2 separate regions of the Triticum aestivum genome follow, and region 2 is linked to region 1. Evidence: chromatin contacts called from public Hi-C data. All regions are on one chromosome and are shown on one strand. The core of a region is the stretch at or near the end of the contact, and the rest is flanking DNA. Distances in the headings are between cores, read along the strand shown. Region 1 holds the start of LOC123160923. Region 2 holds the start of LOC123156308.

Evidence for each region. Hi-C and Micro-C count contacts between places; a contact is called where the count stands out from the background.
Region 2: a Hi-C map of leaf shows a contact between it and region 1, with 7 times the contacts expected there. The contact joins the promoter of LOC123156308 here to the promoter of LOC123160923 in region 1. A contact is called at or near these places in 3 of 5 Hi-C or Micro-C datasets (leaf and an unstated tissue).

The regions. Positions count from the first base shown.
Region 1 is chr7B:35,337,219-35,340,767 of IWGSC CS RefSeq v2.1, reverse strand. It overlaps LOC123160923, which reads right to left and starts at 1,739. Exons shown (of 5, transcript XM_044578768.1): 1 at 1,540-1,739; 2 at 1,361-1,434; 3 at 1,165-1,268; 4 at 988-1,056; 5 at 1-339. The coding sequence starts at 1,613. The coding sequence ends at 76. LOC123157294 (ALBINO3-like protein 2, chloroplastic) reads left to right here and starts at 1,887. Exons shown (of 15, transcript XM_044575552.1): 1 at 1,887-2,361; 2 at 2,604-2,710; 3 at 3,061-3,188; 4 at 3,413-3,484. The coding sequence starts at 1,898.
Region 2 is chr7B:35,656,833-35,660,381 of IWGSC CS RefSeq v2.1, reverse strand. LOC123156308 reads right to left here and starts at 1,606. Exons shown (of 10, transcript XM_044574444.1): 1 at 1,262-1,606; 2 at 959-1,162. The coding sequence starts at 1,147.

The DNA of each region.
Region 1 (3,549 bases), core at 490-2,989:
TACGCGCTGTGGTATAAGGGTCGTAATAAGTTAACCATGCATCCTCTGGGACAGTTGCTGCGCCTGATCTAACCTTTATACGAATATGCTGTTAAATGCCTCCTCCAGTGCTCTTCGCCTGCCCAACTCAGCAGTCCAACCACCTGCCCGAGCTCCTCTCTCCGCACGTAGTCGCATGGTCTCCTCATCATATCCATGTAGAGGATCGGATGAACCACCGATTGGCTGCGGGGCGTTACCAGTCGGACGAGGCTGATTCAACCCACCAGGAACGGCGGCAGGTGCATACTGGCCTTGAACTCCTGCTCCACCACTAATACCTTGGGAGGTTCCAGCCGCCTGTTACATTGACATTTGCACAACAAAAATACAAGAATCACTTCAGATAGATTGAAACAAAAACTTTCAGTGGTACAGAACATAAATCATCGGAAAGCTGAAGAGGACTCAAGATCTTTATGGTTTACAGGTAAATATGCAAGTAGTCAATGTGGAGTAAATAAAATAACTGAATATAATAAGCGACTCGAAAATCAGGGCACAAAGTTAACATGACAATAGCCTGTTGATGATTAGACAACTAAACAACCATATCTAAAGTTGCAATACCTCTACGCAAAATTTGTTTGAAGACAGGATGATAAATTGGGGACGAAATGCAAATTCACCACAAACTGAAAAATGCTAGTGGAATATCCAGCTTGCTAAAGTTGACCATTCCATCACAAACCAGCTAGCATATTTCATCTAGATTTTGACAAATATCTGATATGCGCATTGCGTTCTCAGATCTAAAAAGTTGGCACTTCAAAAATTAGCATTTCACTGATACCATTTCATAAATTCTTTTGTTAGTTCTAATATTTGACAACTAGTAACTTTAGAATAAAAGTACTGGATATTCTCCATACATGAAGGCTTGCAATTCCACAAAGCTGATGGAACTGGACATATGAAGTGTATCATAGACTGCGAATATCAACTAACCGTATCACTCGGGCCAGCCTTCACAGTGACCATTCTGCTTGCTTTAAGCGCCGCGGCAAGATCTTCAGCCTGCACATCAGCCAGAAAACTCTCAATCAGGGTTCAGGGCCGACAAGCCTTATTACAGTAACATCATTTTTACTGAGTTTGTACTGAATGTATGTAAGAACAGCATACCCTTTTAGCTCGCGACAAGTATATCTGCTCAGCATTTTCCTGCTGATACCTGGCAATCCTAGCCTCGATCGCCTCGACGTCGATTCCTTCGATGAGGTTGAATGTTTCATCAAAAGAGAAAAAAAAATCGAAGCACCGATCAAAATCCTGCCAACTGCTGCATCCAAGAACAAACAGGGATGGATGGGCAACTCACTCATATCCTCCACCTCCTCCAGGTAATCGTTGTAGTCTTTCAGCGACGGGAAGTGCTCCCGCGTCTTGTTGAATCTGCGCCCGCATCCACACCACACAGAAAAGAATCAGGCCTAGCAGCCTCGACAGCGGAAATTTTGTTCAGAGGAACCTGGGGAGAGGGAGGGAGCGCGCACATACATGCTGGCCATCCTCCGGCGGAGGGTCATCTCCTTCGCCCACGCATTCCCGCTGCCGCCCCCCACCACCACCATCTCGCCGCCGCCGCCGCCGCCGACCGGAGCGCGAGATCGGCTGCCCTGTGAGTCGCGCCGCGGTGAGTGGGCTAGGGTTCGTTACCGGAAGCAAAGCAGAAGGGGAGAGGCGGAGGCCCGTGTACGCTATATCGAGCAAAGTGAGGGCCGTTTGGCAAAAAGGGCAGGCGATCGCGGATCCGGGCCGCCCGATCTCGATCGGACGGCTGGGAGGAGCGCGTGCACGTGCCTGTAGCCTTGGATCCTCTTTGCCCCCTTGGCCACGTCACGGACTGACAGACCCCATGGCACTCCCGCTCCGACTCCTCGGCCGCATCGGCGGCGGCGGCGGCCGCCGCGGCCGCCTCCCGCCGCCGCTCGCCGCCCTCGCCCACCTCTCCGCCGCCTCGCCACACCGAGGCCCCACCCACGAGCCGCCCTCTCCTGCCCCTCTGCATCGTTTCCCAGCTCCCGCCCCCCCTTTCGCCGTGCCCGCGCGGAGCTTCTCCTGGTACTCCCGCTCCCCCGCCCCCGCCGCGGCTGAGGGGGCCCCGGCTAACGAGGGCGCGAGCGCCGGGAAGGATTTCGTTTACTTGGACGATGCGAGTACCGTCGATTACGGTGAAGAGCTCGCCGCCGCCGCAGGTGGCGCGGCGGATGCCGCCGTCGGAGTGGCCGCAGGTGGCAATGGAGGCGGCCTGTCGGGGTTCGCTATGGACTCTTTGATCGGCGTCCTCGACGGCTTCCATAATCTCACCGGTCTGCCATGGTAGGCATTGTGCGGTGGAAGGCTCGTCAGTTTTCCGTTACTGTTGTTATTGCTGCTGCTACCATAGCCGGTGTTAATTTGAACTTAGTAGGTTTGATTAGGCATTTCTCATGCGATTACATGGCTCCTCTGTGGTACTCGCGTGTGCTGTGACTTGTCGACCTCTTCGCTCAGAATGTGCCAGATCCTTTATGTCTAAGAACAACTTTGGTTGTGAATGTAACCGCTGATTTTCATTGCAGGTGGATAACAATCTCCGCCTCCACTGTGGCCATGCGGCTAATCATACTCCCCGCCCTGATAGTACAATTTCATAAGACTGCTAAAATCGGCCAACTTTTTCGAAAATGTATGTTCCGCCAGCTTCTCACTTTACTTTCTTGTATTCAAATGTTTGGTGTGCATTCGCTTGCTGGTGCCGCAGAATACATGATTCAGACAACTGCTGTTTAAGTGTTTATCTTTTTTTAAATTATTCTTAAATCTCCGGATATATAGCATTTACCAACTGGTAAACTTAATTTGTGGGGGAATACCCCTTCCAGACCTATTCTATTCTTGAAATCGAAATGTTTATTTTAGCTGAGCCTCCCAGAGTCTATTCTATTCCTGTCTGATTGAATTCAGATTGTTTATATTTTCTGTTTCTGTTTCTGTTTATGTGTCTCTGATTTTACTCTCATATATCTCCTTTTAAAGTGCCCCCTCCATTGCCCCCTCCTCTATCAGGAAGGAGTTATCGTGACCAATACTCTCTTTTCCAGAAGAAAAGGCGAGAGCTTGGTTGTCCCTCCTTTCTTTGGAATTTTGCCTACTTTTCAGTTCAGGTAATGATACAAATCTCGTGATAAAATCTTCTATGATTCACACTGTTTGAGAATAGATAACATTGCAATTGATTTTCCAAAGAGCCCCTTGTATGTTTCTTGTTCCTGATCTCCTTTCCCCCCTATTCGTTGTTTCAAAAGCAATTAAAAGAGCATTCAACACCAACTAATTCTGCACTTTCTTGTTTTCGTCTCTTCACTCAGCTGTTTGGTCGTATATGCAGTTCCCTTGCTTTATACTGTGGATGGCAAGCATCCGGAGTATGTGCCTCAGTAATCACCCTGGATTAGATAATGTATGTTCAAGGTATCTCTGTATCCAATTTTTCCTAAGCTTCTTTAAAAGAGTATTCGTCTGTGA
Region 2 (3,549 bases), core at 357-2,856, 320 kb before region 1:
AAGGCCAAAGGCACAGGTCCTTTTTTTTCTAGTAGAAAGCCATGTTTTATGCTGTTTGGTCTTAGCCAATTCAAAAAGCACTGAAACATGGCATCTACAACGCCTGGTGAAGTGGGGCATTGAAAATTATGCAGTGTATGCCACTTGTGAAAACGACGTTACAGGGAATGGTAAGCCAGATCATTATTGGCTGGAGATAAACACAAGTAGCAAATTCGAGCTGGAATGATTGGGCAATACTAATCTGCTCCACAAGCACCATTGACATCAAGTCACCTCTTTATCATAACTATTGAATTCGGCAACAAAAGACTAAGCGAGGAAATATCAGCACTGTAAACTAGCCACATGGTCTAAAAGTAGCTTTTCCGCACCCTTTTGAGTATAATCACTGGACTAAGGTTCCTCTCGCGACAAGCGCATGTTTTGCACGAGTGATTGCGCGCCTCGCATAATATAGTGGTTCTTTTTTAGAATATATACTGGTTCTTTTGTTGATGGCAAGTTATGTTTCTCTACTTTGTCGTAGCATAGCAAACTACTGCGACCTTTTAACTTATAAAACGGATAGCTCTCACCCACCGGGTAGAAGTGGTAAACATGCTAGAAAACTAAGCTGAAACCGCGGCACTGCGAACTTGCCTCCGCGATCAGATTTCAGGACGAACCTCCTAATTGTGCCCATGATTTTATTTTTTCTGAAGAACCAGCCGCTACACTAACACGTACAGGCAAGCCACTGATAATAAACTCCTAAACGCCCTAAACAATATCAGCGCTGAACTTCGAATCATACCATAAAGAGAAATAAACCTCGACAACCTATCAATCAATCAATTAGATAACTGAAAGCGGAACTGCAGGTGCAGGCAGGCTCAGATTCGCGATTCGGAGAAAACAAGCGGCGGAACCACCAACACCACCGCGACACCAAGCCCAAAGGAACGTGGTTACCGACCAGCGCGTACTCGTCGTCGCCGTCGCCGTCCCTCCGGCCGTCGTCGCCGGCTCCGCCGGCGTGCTGGAGCTCGCTGCCGGCCTCGACGTCGACGTCGACGTCCATCTCGCCGTCCGAGACGTCGTAATCGTCCACCGCGTGCCCCGCGGCCGCCGCCGCCGCCGCACCTTCCCGCACGCTGGCGGCCATGAATCAATCAACCACCTGCGCGCACCAAACCAAACCACTCAGATGAAACCCACGCGGACACAGACAAACCCACTCAGAGGACCCGCGCCTCGGGCGAAGCAACCGGAGCCGTACCTGTGCTGCGCAGGGCGGGGCAGGGCGGCGCCGAGCGCGTAGGGCAGGGACGGGCCGGGGAAGCGCGGGTTGGCGGGAGAGGGGATGAGGGAGGAGGGATGAGCTGCGTCGGCGGCGGGGGTGAGGATGGGGGTGGGGGTGGGGGTGGGATGGGCAGAGACGTGTGGAGGGGAGGAGGGCAGCGGGGCTGGGCGGGCTGGCGCTCCCCTTTTTGTGCCGTGCGGCGAAGCGAGGCTCTAGACGGCAGGCGAGGGCTCGCACGCTCGATCCGGAATTTGACAGCGACGGGGGACGGATGTTGGGGATCCGCCGCGCTATACATACAGCGGGAGGGAGCCTCTAGAAGCCATACAACGAGTCGGAGTAGGAGTATGATGATTGACGACACCCATGGTTGATGGTACGTGTACTTTTTTATTCTTCCCGTCATGTGTTTTTCTGCGAGGGGCGCACTAAACTAAACAAGCAAACACTGTTTTTCTAGGGCAGGAGGGGGTCGGAGCACGCAAGCGCTGCCCCTTTGTGGACTGTAATTTGTTAGATTATTAACTGTTGGTGTGTCTGGTTTTGGCCAAATGTTTACTTTCTCAATGTGTAACACGTTAGCGTTTATCTGACTGATCACGCTGCACGCGTCAACCGACTCTGCGGCCATCTTCACCCTTTGCAACTTGGCCCATGTTGCAGAGCAAGCGAGCGCAACATGGTGCTTGTTGCAAAGGTTGCGGCTGACGACGGTAGATCGAACCAAACTGTTTGTGATTGGTATGGAACCGTTCGCCCATTTAAACGAAGGATATGTTGCGAAGCGAGCGAGCACAACAACATGGTGCTCGTTGCAAAGGCTGCGGCTGACTCAACGGTAGATCAGATGGAGCAGGTTGCGGTTGGTGCGTAATGGTTCACGGGAGCTGTTGGAGAGCTATTTTTACCTTAATAACTTCTCGTAAACGATAGTTTCGTTTACGGATGCATGAGCTATTGAAGTTGCTCTAAGATATGTCCACTGTCCCATGCTTTAATTCCTATTTTGCTGAGGAATAACATTCATGAAAATATTTTCGGCTTGTGAATCGAAAATTGTTGTCTTTGAACTTGTCCATGGAAGATCCTGATTTTCTTCCCATGGAAACAGATTTTTTGTTCAATGAAGACTCACATTGTCATACAATTTCACTTCAAACCTAACCATGTGAAGGAAAAAGGTTTACCTCAGCTAACATATCAGCTCCAACTCTAGAGCAAGAAATGTATTATTGGTCATTGAGGGGTTCACGCAGAGCCGGAACAATGATTGTCCGGATATCTACTATTAAAGGGTAGTCTATGCTCGTGATGATATGTCGTGCTTTGGTTTGATTTCGTATATATGTCTGTTGGTTTATGTAATTATGGACAATATCATTCTTTAGATGAGAGGATCACATTAGTTACGGAGAGTATCACTCTTTTGATAGGAGAATCATGTTAATTATTTAAAGTATCATTGAGCGCTAGACGGGAGGATCTTGTTAATTATGAAATGTGTCATTCTTTGAATGGAAGAATCACGTTAATTATGAAAAGTATCATTGAGGGTTTGATGAGAGGATCACTAGAATATCATGCCCCCATTGCAACCCACGGGCAATTAGCTAAATGTCTTATGAGAAGATGGCCAGATGGTTTCTGACACAATGACAACACCACTTTTGCATTGTTCACAATGGCTTTTTTACTTTTGCGTAACCGGAGAAAACATCTTCCAGAATGGTTTGGAGTATCGAGAAATAAGAATGCGGAGGATCCTCCCGCCTCCTCAGCGATTTCGGCTTCCTGGCCGTCGTATCGGGGCGCTTGATGCGATCTGAGCCGTCAGATCGAGCCCTGAAATGACCTCGTCCGTCGGATAAAAAATAGTTACTGCTGCAATGAACAGTTTCACCCCGTTCGTGCCACCGCGCGTAAATAGCCTGCCCCGCCAGGGGCATTTTCGTCATTTCACTTCCACGGGGTATAAAAGGGCCGGCCCGCGTGGAGATGACCTAGCCGGCTCCCCTCCCCCTCCCGTGCGCCTCCTCTCCCTCTCTCTCGCTCCCCTCCCCTCGCCTCCCCTCCCGCACGCCCCCTCTCCTCCCGCACGCCCCCTCTCCTCCCGCCCACATCGCCGCCGCCGCCGCCACCCGCCTCCCCGCGCCATCGGCGGCCAGATCCACCACAGCAAAGCCCCCCCCTCCCCAAAAGCGGAGGGAGGACGAGGAGCACGACGGCGGCGGCAGCGGGGAGGAGCAGCAGCAGGGCAAGGCGGC